3 separate regions of the Mus musculus genome follow, and all the other regions are linked to region 2. The links are chromatin contacts, called in public HiChIP or PLAC-seq maps. All regions are on one chromosome and are shown on one strand. The core of a region is the stretch at or near the end of the contact, and the rest is flanking DNA. Distances in the headings are between cores, read along the strand shown.

The links. HiChIP or PLAC-seq counts read pairs in DNA pulled down with a chosen protein or histone mark.
Region 1: a contact with region 2 is called in an H3K27ac HiChIP or PLAC-seq map of embryonic stem cells, with 12 read pairs. The contact joins the enhancer-like site here to the promoter of Slc6a8 in region 2. A contact is called at or near these places in 10 of 39 promoter capture datasets (the 3T3-L1 cell line, 3T3-L1-derived adipocytes, embryonic stem cells and 5 more), 4 of 15 datasets of contacts at CTCF or cohesin (CD8 T cells, embryonic stem cells, large pre-B cells and 1 more), 17 of 484 Hi-C or Micro-C datasets (the Ba/F3 cell line, CD4 T cells, the G1E-ER4 cell line and 4 more), 4 of 115 datasets of contacts at active chromatin or transcription factors (all in embryonic stem cells) and 3 of 9 other capture datasets (adipose tissue, liver and pancreatic islet).
Region 3: an H3K4me3 HiChIP or PLAC-seq map of bone marrow-derived macrophages shows a contact between it and region 2, with 4 times the contacts expected there. The contact joins the enhancer-like site here to the promoter of Slc6a8 in region 2. A contact is called at or near these places in 15 of 39 promoter capture datasets (3T3-L1-derived adipocytes, the C10 cell line, the HPC-7 cell line and 10 more), 1 of 15 datasets of contacts at CTCF or cohesin (large pre-B cells), 8 of 484 Hi-C or Micro-C datasets (CD8 T cells, the G1E-ER4 cell line, the HL-1 cell line and 5 more), 6 of 115 datasets of contacts at active chromatin or transcription factors (bone marrow-derived macrophages, embryonic stem cells, kidney and 1 more) and 3 of 9 other capture datasets (adipose tissue, liver and macrophages).

What each region holds. Positions count from the first base shown.
Region 1 is chrX:73,736,100-73,739,931 of GRCm38.p6, forward strand. Abcd1 (ATP-binding cassette, sub-family D (ALD), member 1) reads left to right here. Exons shown (of 10, transcript NM_007435.2): 8 at 691-775; 9 at 1,004-1,129; 10 at 1,213-2,435. The coding sequence ends at 1,432. Among named protein-coding and RNA genes, the nearest start is that of Plxnb3, 19 kb to the right of the region's middle. Within about 2 kb of position 2,267, at least 10 of the 459 cell types and tissues checked have an H3K27ac peak or open chromatin away from gene starts, as enhancers often do. A contact at or near this core is called in embryonic stem cells and trophoblast stem cells, where this site is marked.
Region 2 is chrX:73,671,031-73,675,381 of GRCm38.p6, forward strand. It overlaps Slc6a8 (solute carrier family 6 (neurotransmitter transporter, creatine), member 8), which reads left to right and starts at 2,103. Exons shown (of 13, transcript NM_001142809.1): 1 at 2,103-3,020. The coding sequence starts at 2,759. It overlaps Gm32261 (predicted gene, 32261), which reads right to left and starts at 3,272. Exons shown (of 3, transcript NR_166888.1): 1 at 2,999-3,272; 2 at 1,649-1,784; 3 at 1-778.
Region 3 is chrX:73,572,671-73,577,087 of GRCm38.p6, forward strand. It overlaps Atp2b3 (ATPase, Ca++ transporting, plasma membrane 3), which reads left to right. Exons shown (of 21, transcript NM_177236.4): 21 at 1-600. Among named protein-coding and RNA genes, the nearest start is that of Gm52443, 7.8 kb to the right of the region's middle. Within about 2 kb of position 1,726, at least 17 of the 459 cell types and tissues checked have an H3K27ac peak or open chromatin away from gene starts, as enhancers often do. A contact at or near this core is called in the G1E-ER4 cell line, adipose tissue and bone marrow-derived macrophages, where this site is marked.

The DNA of each region.
Region 1 (3,832 bases), core at 1,017-3,516, 65 kb after region 2:
TGACAAATCACCTTCCTTACATGCTTACTCAATCCTCTAAGCCAGTGTAGTGGCACCAGGCTATGAGATGTGGCACATTTCCTCTGGTAAAGAACCTTTGCCCTCATCCCCTGCTGCCTGCTGAGGACAGTGTTGACAGGCTCTTCCCTGTCAGCTCCTTAGGTGTTCTAGAACTGCTACAGGCTCACTAGCTTCAACAGAGAACTTGGTTTCTTGGCATTCTGGAGTGAGATTCGGGTGTGGCAATGCTAGCTCCCTCACAGACTATGAGGAAGGATATACCAAGGGACTCTGCTCAGCTAGTAGTGAGCCAAGTTCTCAATGTGTGCCTTCAAAACATCTTCCCTCTATCCATGTCTCTGTATTTAAATTTCCATTTTCTATAAAGGTACCAGTTATACTAGATTAGGGTTCACCCTCTTGAATTCAACCTGAGCACATTTGGAAAGATTGTCTCTCCAAATCTTACTGGGGAGGGGGGGTAGGACTGTAGCATGTGTTTTGTGGGGGAGAAAATTTTTGTTCCAAGTCTTTCAGTTATTAATGCTATAGGCAGATGAGGACACAGAACAGAAGTCTGCAGCCAGACAAGTTCTGCCAGGGTCGAATGTGTCTCATTTAACCCTCACCCTACCCTGACTCCCATTGGGTTTCTGTTGAATTGAGCTGAGTCCTTCACCTCCTGCCCAGGTTGGGAGGCAGTGTGTGACTGGAAGGACGTCCTGTCTGGAGGTGAGAAGCAGAGGATTGGTATGGCGCGCATGTTCTACCACAGGTGAGCACTGCAGCTGCAGCGACTTTCAAGGACATTCAGTAAATTGGACCCAACAAGAGAGGAAAAAATGAGTTCTCCCAATAGGGAGCTACCTGAAGGAGTTTCACCTCTCTCCCAGCTCTCCCCCAGTGCAGCAGGGCTGTGGGTCACAAGTGTTTAGCCAGGAGCTGAAAGTTGGACAGTGATAGGTAATTCACAGCTTTCCCCTTTACCCACCCCCACCCTAAGGCCCAAGTACGCCCTCCTGGATGAGTGCACTAGTGCCGTGAGCATTGATGTGGAAGGCAAGATCTTCCAAGCAGCCAAAGATGCTGGTATCGCACTGCTCTCCATCACCCATCGACCCTCCCTATGGTAGGTGCTCTTGGAATTGTGGGTGAGGCTGCCACCTGAAGTGAGAAAGCAGCTATGACAGCTTTCTACCCTCTCCTGTTCAGGAAGTACCACACACACTTGCTGCAGTTTGATGGGGAAGGAGGCTGGAAGTTTGAGAAGCTGGATTCTGCTGCCCGCCTGAGCCTGACTGAAGAGAAGCAGCGCCTGGAGCAGCAACTGGCGGGCATCCCCAAGATGCAGGGGCGCCTTCAGGAGCTCCGCCAGATCCTTGGCGAAGCTGCAGCTCCAGTTCAACCCCTGGTCCCAGGAGTCCCCACTTGACTGGGGACCTTATCCCCAGCTCCCACCCTTCTCCAGGCTCTCGGATCACATGAAGGAAGCTCCTCCCCTCCCCCATTGCCCTGCATGCCTTACCCCTCCCAAGCCTCCTAGCCAATTACCTGCATTCCCTGAAGACCCCACTCTGGGACAGGTAGATATGAATGGGGACACACTGCATTCCACCTTCACTCTGGGTTCTGCTCCAGGAACTCTGCCCTGTTCAGGGCAGTGTGTCTTTTACTTTTCCCTGGGGAGGGATGGAGGGTTTGGAAGTCCCCAGTCCTGACTCTATACCAGTATGGCTGAGCCATAGGAAGTAAGCAGGAGCTGCCTCCCTTACTGCCAGCAGCCAGAATGTGTGGCAACCCTGGTAGTTGTGGGTTACATCCCTGCCGAAACCCAAATCCTTGTCATTGTTTTGATCCATCCCTTTGTTGCCATCCCCTTGTGTGACCAGCCAATGCCCCTGTCCCACAGGATACCCCCTGCCATGAAAACAGCCTAATGGGGCCCAGGATTAGACAGGGCCCAAAGTGTGCCCTTCCCCATGGTTACCCAAGAAGGACAGAGTTCCTCCTGAGCCATGAAGAGAATATAGCCCTGGCCCTCCCACTCCTCCACCTCTACAACCTAATTTATTGGACTCCCAGTTTATAGTTGTCTAAATTGCCAACATGAGTACCCTGCCAGCACAGGAGGTGACTGGGTGGTCCCTTCAATCTACCCAGTCTCTGGTGCCAAACCTGGCCCTTCACCAGCCTATACTGCCAGTTGCCACTGGGGGTGCCCTCTGCCAGCTAGGCAGAAGTGAGGGCACCATGTTCCCAGCTCAGTGCCAAAGAGGGGTCACAGGAGGTGCTGTGTCTGCTAAACCAGCCCTCACCAAGAGGGAGACGCCCCCACACACACACCCTACTGCCATTGTGTGCCTTTCCTGGGCCTTCAGCCCTCCAGCTGGGGTACCCCCCTCAGTCCTCTCAGTAAAAACCTCTGGAAAGTACAATCCTGCCTCCTGAACTTGGTGTCTGGTATAAGTTCTGGGGAGTAAGCCAGGCATAATTGTGCCTTTAATCTCAGCACTCTGGAAGCAGAGGCAGGTGGATCTCTGTGAGTTCAAGGCTAGCCCAATCTATGTAGTGAGTTTTTAAAAAGCCAGGGCTGCAAAGTGAGACCCTATCTCTCTCAAAAAGACAGGCAACAACAACAACAAAAGTTCTGAGGAGAGGTCACAATGTTGTTGGGAGAAAAGGAGACCTGCCCCCAAACATGGGCCCAAGTAAGAACCTAGTCAGTTGCTAACCCCATGGTACTCGAAAAAGTTAGTGTTCTCTGGTTATGCCTTTTGTACCCTAGGGAGATGACAATCATTGCTGTAAAATCGTACTTGAGGCCAAAGATAGCCTGCCAAGTGTCTGAAGGGGAGTGCAGAAAGCAATGCTATAGAAACCCTGTGAGATGCCAAGGAGGTAAATTGAGCACTGAAAGAGCCACAGGAAAGAAGTGATTCCTGGATTGAGTTGCACTGGCGCTTCTGAACCTTCTAGGAAGAAGGAAAAACGTATCCAAAGGCCCAGGGGTATGTCCAGAGAAAGATATCCAGTACAGGGGGAAGGAAAGGCCTAGACTGAGGCAAAAGGTCACGTTAAGTCTGAGGATCCCCTGAGTGAACCACGTGGAGCTGGGATGCAAAAAGCATCAAAGACTCTAAGGAGAGGTGGCAACCCCCAGCACACGGTTTTATAAGGTTTCCAGGGGCAGAATAGAGCATCAGCAACTAGGCACAATATGATTGGTGGAACAGTGCACCCTTTAAACGGATTGGTCTTTAGGGAATGAAGTGACAAGGACTTCCATTGTTTGAAGGTGGGCAAAATTCCTGTGGAATGTGTCCCCACCCACAGGTCAGTTCCTGTACTGTTGTGTGAGAAATGTTAATTAGCCTCTCCCTTCCGGAGGGGCAAGTTTTTCATGACCTTCCCAAAGTTCCTAAACTGACCTTTTCTTTTTTTTTTTTTAAACATTTATTTATTATATGTAAGTACACTGTAGCTATCCTCAGATACTCCAGAAGAGGGCATCAGATTTCGTTACGGATGGTTGTGAGCCACCATGTGGTTGCTAGGATTTGAACTTGGGACCTTCGGAAGAGCAGTTGGTGCTCTTAACCACTGAGCCATCTCGCCAGCCCTAAACTGACCTTTTCATTCACTGAGTAGGTAAAATGAGAATAGCCTTGGGTTCTGCAATGGATTTTTTTTTCCTTAGAAAAGATTTATTAAGGCAATATAACAATATACAAAGCACTAGAAAATGGCCTGAGCATCTTTTCAAAAGTGAGCCCACTGTGTCCACAACTTCCCCACAGTTCCTTATCACCAGCAGCTACTTCGCACCTCTCTT
Region 2 (4,351 bases), core at 853-3,352:
AAGTGTGGGTGACTGATACCTTAAAGTACCTCTTCGTGCCTACGTGGAGATGATACTACTTCCTTATGTTCCTGTACCTGGGGTTGGCGCAGGCCTCTTCACCCAGATGCTCATCACAGGCCCAGGATGGAGGGATGCCCTCACTCTTACACTCAGTCTTGACTTCTTGAACTCCAAACCTCCCCACACACAGCAGTGACCATCTCCTCAAAGTGCCATCAGCTCACCCACATGTTTCTCAGCCTACTACGTCCTTTGTTTCCCAGTCCAGCTCCCTGGACAAGCAGGATCTTTTTTTTTTTTTTTTTTTGCTTTTTTGCTTTTTCAAGACAGGGTTTCTCTGTGTAGCCTTGGCTGTCCTGGAACTCACTCTGTAGACCAGGCTGGCCTCAAACTCAGAAATCTGCCTGCCTCTGCCTCCCGAGTGCTGGGCTTAAATGCGTGCGCCACCACTCCTGGCACTGACAAGCAGGATCTTAAATTCCCAATAGAACCCATATCCAGTTCCCACTTCTACAGCCTGATTTTCCTGCTATTGACTGGACTCTGCCCAACCTCATCCAGATAACTGTTGTAGCAGCTCCTTTTCCTTTGCAGATCTTTATACTGCAATGGAGTCCTTTGTGCTCATTCCTTGGGATCCTCTTTTTTCTTCTCTTAAATGACCCCTCTCCTTGTTCCTTGGATGGCTCCAGATCTTCCAGGATATATGTGCTATGAGTAACTATGAGTAACTCTTCTATGGCCTTTGTTTCTCCAGGAGGACTTTGGTTCCATGCTGGAACAAACATGGCTCAAGTTAGGGTTTTGTGATGAGCAAGCAAATACACACACACACACACACACACACATACACACACACACACACACACACGAGAGAGAGAGAGAGAGAGAGAGAGAGAGAGAGAGAGAGAGAGAGAGATCTTCCTGATAGCCTGGGTGGAGATGCTGCCCCTCCTTCCCTCACCTATCAGGCTCAATCTGGCTCTGGCTGGAACTGCTTTTCTTTCTAAAGCTGCCGGATGGCTGCGGGCTTAGCTTGATGGGATGAGCCATCTGGGGACTTTGGTGTCTGATCAGATCAAGGAATTTGGGATTGAAATGGGCACGCCTCACCTTTCTAGTCCACCCCAGGCTAGTGTTGGCCTTGGAAAATTCCCAAGAAGCTGCTCTGCTGATGAAGAGGCCTAGAAGTCCCTGAGCAGGCAGGTTACTGAGCTTAGAGGGAGGGTCTGTACATCTACCAGGCACCAGGGGGCAGCCTCACCCTATTCTTACCCCAGTATCTATAGATCACAAGCCCTACCCACCCCCACATCAGGCAAAAGGTGGACAAAAGGTGAGTTATCATGGAGTCCCCTTCTGTACCTTGGTGACAAATTGTAACTCTGATCTTCGACCAAGCAAGCTACCCTTTGCCCACTCTGGAGACAAACAGAAATTGATCACACACAAAGCTGATACCATGATCCTCAGCCTCCAGGCTGTATCTTTGAGGAGGCCTAAATGTCTTGAGACAGCTCAGTACTTCTGGCAAAGTTCCACAGAACTCTTGGAGGACGATTCCCCCCCCCCCCCCACACACACACACACACTCCAGGCCAGCGCAGGGACAGTCCTTCAGAAGGCAATCGCACAGGGCACTTACTTTGGTGCAGGGACCAAGAAACTTTGCACCTGGATATCCAACTCTCCCTAGGTCCTAATTGGGAAGTGAAGAGGAAACATTAGGCAGGCAGGACAACCTTGGTGAAGGATGGTCCACCGGGAAACGAGATTCCAGGCTAGAAAGAGTGGAGAGAAGGGAGAAGGACTAAGGATGTCTGGAGGTCAACTAGAGACTCCGTTTTCCTGGTGGTTCAGAAAAACCTGAGGGGACTTTGACCCGACCTGAGCCAGGTGATCCTGGAACGAATGGAGGTTCGGCCCACGAAAAGAAAGTGCTGGCCAGCGCCCCAGGTAGCAGCCATCCTGCTCCCAACTGGAGCAGCGTCTCCTCTAGAGGAGGAGGTAGGCGGAGTGACAGGGAGGGCGGGATGGAGGGGGAGGGGGGGAGCGGTCGGGTCGTGGGGGTGGGGCGACAGTGACATCACCGGGAGTTGGTTCTTAAGCAGCAGCGGGTCGCGTCGGGAAAGAGAGGGACAGTTGGAGTGCCAAGGCGAGTCTTTGAGTCCGCCGCGGCCCGGAGAGCGGCTGTAGCCGCCGCCGCCGGGAAGGAGGGGGCTAGTCGTACCCGGGACCACCGGAGCCGCCAGCGCCAGGAGAGCCGCAAGCGAACAGGACAGCCACTTGGGGCTGGGCCGGGGCCGCGGGCCTCAGGCCCCTTGCTCCGGCCGCCGCTTGCAGACAGTGGGCTTCCGATGCCACCCGCGACGCGCTAGGGTGAGCCTCCGGCAGGGCGAGCAGTCCTCGCTGCAGCCGCCACCGCCGCCCGAGCCGCGGGCAGGAGTCTCGGGAGCCGCCGCCGCCCGGCCAGGCTCCACCGCCGCCCGCGCGCTCCCGGGCCCCCGACACACATGAGATTCTTCAGGCTCACTTTCAAGTGCTTCGTGGACTGCTTCTGACTGCGCCGCCCCCGCCGTCCCGCACCCCTCCCGCCCACCCGTCGCCCCGTCCCCCGGCCCGGCCGCCCCCGAGGCCCCCGGGCGGGCCCGCGCTTTCGGGGCCCTCTCTCCAGGTGCCACCGGAGCCCCCTCGCCCGCCCGCCACCCTCGAGGCGCCGCGACCCCCGGCCCGGCCTCACGGCCCCGCTGGGGCCATGGCGAAAAAGAGCGCTGAAAACGGTATCTATAGCGTGTCTGGTGACGAGAAGAAGGGTCCTCTCATCGTGTCCGGGCCCGACGGTGCCCCAGCCAAGGGCGATGGCCCTGCGGGCCTGGGGGCGCCTGGCGGCCGCCTTGCAGTGCCACCGCGAGAGACTTGGACACGCCAGATGGACTTCATCATGTCGTGCGTGGGCTTCGCCGTGGGCCTCGGTAACGTGTGGCGCTTCCCCTACCTGTGCTACAAGAACGGCGGAGGTGAGTGCCTTGCCCCTGAGCATCCTGGCTTTTCATCAGGGACCAATTCCAACCCCAGCCTGCCACAGGCCCACCAGAGCAGTGGGGCAAAGTCCAGAGGGTAGGGAGGCCCGCCCAAAGCGGGTGGAGGCCATGGTGCCCCCTCACCAACCAAGCGTTCTGTGACCCAGCACAGCGGCCTCCACCCCCCTCACCGGTCATGTGCCTGGCAGTGTGGAAGAGAGGCAATCAAGGGTAGCTTCCAGATGAACTGAGGGGCTGCCTCTCAGACTTCCAGTCCAAACTGGGAGTGATTGGCCACTGAGGTGGGAAGGGAAGCCCTGCCCCCCAATGGAGGGGGCTCTAGGAGGTGAGGAGCCCTAGTTGCCCTCATGGGTCAGGCACACAAGTGACACATTGTGTGGACCCCCCCACGTGTACACATAGGAATACGTACACACACACAATGGGCCACTCTGTCCCTCCCCCACACTCTCCTCTACCCTCCCTCTTCTCCCTTTTCTCCTCTCCCCTCCCCTCTGGCCCAGGCTTGGAACACTGGGTGCTTGAGCCAGGCTTGGGATGTCTGCGGCCTGGCCCGCCTGGCGCCGCCACTAGACAGGCTTCATGCACATCCCATGCTCAGTTGCCTAAGCCCAGCTTAGCAACAGTAGTGGGTGCTTGTCTGTCCTGGGACTACAAAGCAGCACTGGATTTCTGGAGAACTGAAGCAGCTGGGTGATGGGTGAGAAACTGAGTCCCAGAGTGGAGGCCTCTGTCCAAGGTCACACACAGAAGGATGCTGGGAGCAGGAGCCCAGTAAACTGCAATTAACTCTGTCACTGAGTAGCAGAGAAAGCTGATCCTGTGCAGATAGGGTCCTAGAGAGCAGTAAAGAGGAATAGGTCAGAGCTGCAGCTGCTCAGCTCTCCCCTCTTCCTACCACTCCACATAATTGCTGGAATACTGCCTCAGCCCCTTTCCTTGATTTGTCTCTCTTTGTCCTACACCAATACCCCCATAAGCAGAGAATTGCCACCTACCCAGCTTCCTCCTGGGACTCTCATGATTACAAAGTACAGGGTAGTTGGGCTCACTGCCGTTTGACAAGCCCCCAAGCCTGAGCACCCAGCCTGGCACATATGAACAAACCTTGGCCATTCTTTCCTGTTCTGCTGCCTGCCAAAAAGAAGTGTGGCACAAGAGATGGCCTGTATGCATAAGTCTGTGTGTTTTCAATACCTGCTATGTCACCCTAGGTGTCTATAGGCTCAGAACTCAGTGAGCCAAGGGCTCCCCATGGTATAGGGAACACTGGCTAGACACTGCTGCTGTGCCTCCTCTCAACAGAC
Region 3 (4,417 bases), core at 476-2,975, 99 kb before region 2:
TTTCCCATTTGTAAATTGTTCCCTGATGTCCTTGTTTAAACCACCACAGCAAAAGGGCAACTTGGTTTGCTGAGGGTCTTTGTGTTCTTCAATAAGTAATCAAAATGTGGAGTATTGTGACTGAAGCAGGTCAGCTGTGTCCAGCTATGCTCATGGGCTTCTTGTCATCCTCTGTTGTAGACATACACATAGAGCAAATGGCCACTATGTATTAAAAAGCCAACCCCTGATGATGCTGTGTAAAGTTGCCTGATGTCAGTGTCAATTGTGTGATATCCAGGCTGCCTTTATGCTGAGCTATGGGGTTCAGAAAAGGCCCTGGGAACCCGCATCATCTGTTCTGATTCTTGTACAGTCTTCAGGCCGAGAGACCTGTCTCATCGGAAGCTTCTCTTTATAAAGCATTATACTATATGGAATGGCTTGGTCAACTGTGTTCAGTTCATAAATATGTTTTACATTTTTATCTGCCTGTTAAAAATGAACAAAATATCTTAATGAGGAAGACCACAGATGCATAATAAATTAAAATCTGTAGTTGAATTTCCTAATTTAAAGAATAGATCAAAAATTTTGTGTATAAAAAAATGAATGGGTCTGAGTCACATGTGTAATTTATTATTTGGTAATTTCCCATGTGGAACCAAACAAAGGTGTCTGCATGCCATTGAGCCATAGCAGAAGAAGGCACTGGCATGGCCTCCCCTGTGCCTGCTATCCTGATGAATTCTATAGCAAGAAAGGGCACTGACCCTGTGGGCAAGAGATGCTACACCTGTGCTGCCTCCCAGTGATTGGTTCAACCACGTAAAGCCTGCTGAAAATATTCAGGCCACTGTCCTTGTATGGATCAGTGGGAGCATTGTGACAATTCTGTCTTCAGAACTTTTTCAGCTTTTCTAACTTAAACTCCATGCCATTTATCACCAACTTCCCATTTCTCTTCCCCAATCCCCTATTCTATTGTCTGTTGGCAAATCTGGCTGCAACATTATCAAATAAGGTCTCTCCTAGAAGTAGGATGAGAGACGTATTTGTCCTTTTATCACTGGCTCATTTCACTGAGCATCATATCCTGAAAGGTCATCCATGCTCTAGCAGGTGTCAACCTTCAGTTCCTTTTTAAGGCTGGATAATATTCCATTGCTTTCACAGACATGCTGTGTTTAGCCACATAATCACAAATGCGTGCGTTGCTCCCACATTTTAGACATTATGACTAATGCTACTGTGAACCTGGGTACACAAACTGCTCTTTGAGAGTGGTTTTCTTCAGGAAATGATATATACCCAGCCACAAGGTTGCTAGAACTTGTTGTATTGGGCATGTTCATATGCTCTCTCTCTCTCTCTCTCTCTCTCTCTCTCTCTCTCTCTCTCTCTCTCTCTGCATGTATGTGTGTGTGTGCACGCGCGTGCATTTACATCCTCATCACCAAAGTGCCCGATTTCTAATCATTGACTTCCTCTTTGTCCTAAAGCCACAGAAACAAAGCCCAGCATTTCATCCTCACTTACTCTTAGTTCCTCTGTCCTTCCTTCTTCAGATCCCCTTGAATGGCTACGCATAGACATCCAGGTTCTGTAGCACCCTCTTTGGGCCAGGAATAGCTACATAAATAGTTCTGTGGCTGGGCCTTACAAATGACCACCATGGTTACAGCACTCTACACATCCTCCTGACCTTCTCACCATATTTCTATTTTCTTTAAAATGTATTTCTCTTGATGTGGCTATGTGTATGGGCATGCATGTGCAGTGCCTGTGAAGATCAGAAGAGGGCACCAGATCCCCTGGAGCTGGAGTTACTAGCTATTGGAAACCTCACTCAGGGTCCCTGAAGGAGCAGCAAGTTCTAGCAACCACTGAGCCATCTCTCAGGAGGCCATCTTCATGGTATTTCCATTTCTCAGATACACACAGTGTCCTTTTATATTTATTAGTACCAGAAGACAATTTTCCAGGGCAAGAGTCAAAAAGAAGAACCATGGTTCCAAAGATCCCTTAAGTCTCTGCTTCAACAGCAAAAAGGGAAGCAGCACAGCTTGAGTCATAAGACTAAGGAAGTCTAGACAAGACAAATTCGATATCAACACAACTGGCTCCACATGAAGAGATAAGATGCGATGTTGCCCATAAAGCATGAATGTGTCCTTAGTCAAATGGCTGGGAGCATGAGCATGAACACACTACAGCAGCAGAGCCTAGGGAATGGGAGGAAGGTCTGTATGTCTTGGAGCAGTTTTGAAAGACTTCATACTGGGGCCGGAAAAAAAAAAAAAAACAAGAGAAATGTATCCTCTTACAGTTCTAGAGGCTCAAAGTCCAAAACCAAGGCATTAGTGAGGTCAAGCGTCCTCTGAGGGCCCGTGAGGAGAATGTGTTCCAGACCTTTCTTTTGTTTTCTGGTAACATCTAGGTGTTACTGGATTGGTAGACCCTTTACTCTACTTCTGCCTGTCTTCATCTCGCCCCTTCATCTGCCTATGTCTCTTCTCTTACAAGGACAGTGGTTTGTGGATCAGAGCCCACCATAGTGGCCTCACTTAGCTTGATTTCAGGGCAAGGACATGAGTTGAGAAACACAACTCAATGCACCATAGCTAGGAAGAAAGGGGCCAGGCAATTCTCCGGACCTGGTTGTCCTCCTCCTCGTTCCATTGGGTTCATGGGCTAAGTAAGACTAGGCTACTTATCACTAAGCTGTAAGATATGTTCTGCACCACAAGATCCTGGAAGCTTTGGGTTCTAGAATATCTTATCTCAGTCTGTCATTGCTGACCTTTTAAACCTGAATAAAGGAGATGGAAGACTGTCATTTTTTAATCTCCACTAGTCTGTTTACAAAAGCCTTGGCAACAGGAAGAAAAAATCCAAAAGACCCAGATTATAACAATGTCTTTAATTTCATAAGGCCTAGAAATGAGGCCTTTTGCTCACTGTGCCATGGGCCAAATGACAACCAGTGAGCTGACAGGACCAGAGGTCAGCACACAAATAACACCAAGTCAGGCCAGCAAGACTTCTGGGCAATTTGACAGGCACACAGCACATGGGAGGATTCTAAAATAGCAGTCACAGTCAGGTTATCTGGTACAACCAGCTCAATTTACAAAGTAGAAACTGAGTCCCAAGGAGAGGGAAACTGCTGATAACCAGTGGGGAAGGAAATACCAGGTTTCTAGGTGCTGTGCACTGTATGGGGCACTCTCAATGGGAGGGATGCCTGTTCCAACCCCTGCAGAGCTGTATCAACTATCCCATGCTGTGCTCTGAAAAGGCCCTGAGAAGGCAGAGTGAAGAAGAGCCCTCTTTAAGGTTAAACAGCCTCACCCATCCACCACTGCTATTCCAAGGGAAGGGTTCTGCCTTCTGAGAGCTGAGAAAACACCTTTTGTAGAACAGATGACCTCAAAGCATCAAGATGGGTACAGGGCTGAGGGGTAGCTCAACGATAGAGCACAACAGGAAACAAGTAAAAATGTGGGGTGGCTGAAGCCTAGGACGGGGACTCAAAGGCCTGTCGGGGAAGATAAACCAAGAGCAGAACATCTGTCCTGAAAGTCTGTTTAAGCACAGTTAGTGCAGTGTGGGGGAAGGGGAGGGGGAGGAGGAGGAAGGGGAGGAGGAAGAAGGAGAGGGGGAGAGGGAGGGGGAGGGGGGAGGGGGGAGGGTAGTCAATGCTAAAAACAGGTCTGGCAAGGAACTTGAAAACAGCAGACTACAGAAAGACAGCCTGGATTTCAGCCCCTCACTCTATGCTCAGAGCTCATACCCTAGGCCCTAGGCCTGCCACAGGTGTCCTTCAGGAGTCTCAGCCACACTGGATAGGTAAAGTGGAAAAGGGGCACTCTTATAACAGTGGCACTCAGAGGTAGATCCATGTGTACAGTTTATAGCAACCAGTCATTCAGGTTAAAGGCTAAGACAGAAAAGATAAGAAAGCACAAGATGTAGAACAGCCTGTGAGGAGCTGAGGACTAACCTGGAAAGGACAGAGGTACAGGACAGCTGAAAAAGGTGGCTGCACACTCCTCCATCCCATTTCCTGGCTTGCTTGGAAGGGTGGCCTGTACCTCCCAAAGCATGTCAACTGTGTCTCAGGATTGGTGGCAAGAGGACCTAGGGGGCTTCTGTTAGGTCCACCACTGTGAGCACTCCCAGAGGGAACGTTAGAGGCCTAGCCCTCTTCTACATGCCTCTTGAAGACTCTCTCCACACCAGATATAGTGTCAAGAGGCCACTTTTGTATTCAGAAGAGTCCAGAGGTCACCTGACCAGCTGTGTAATGAACAAAACACTTAGGCAAGTCACTAGGAGGAGCCACAAAGCATGCAGTTCCACATTCCTGTCAGGTCATTCCTGAGACCTGAACTTCCTCCCATAAAGGTGTTCAGTGAAGAGATAAATGAAGGTG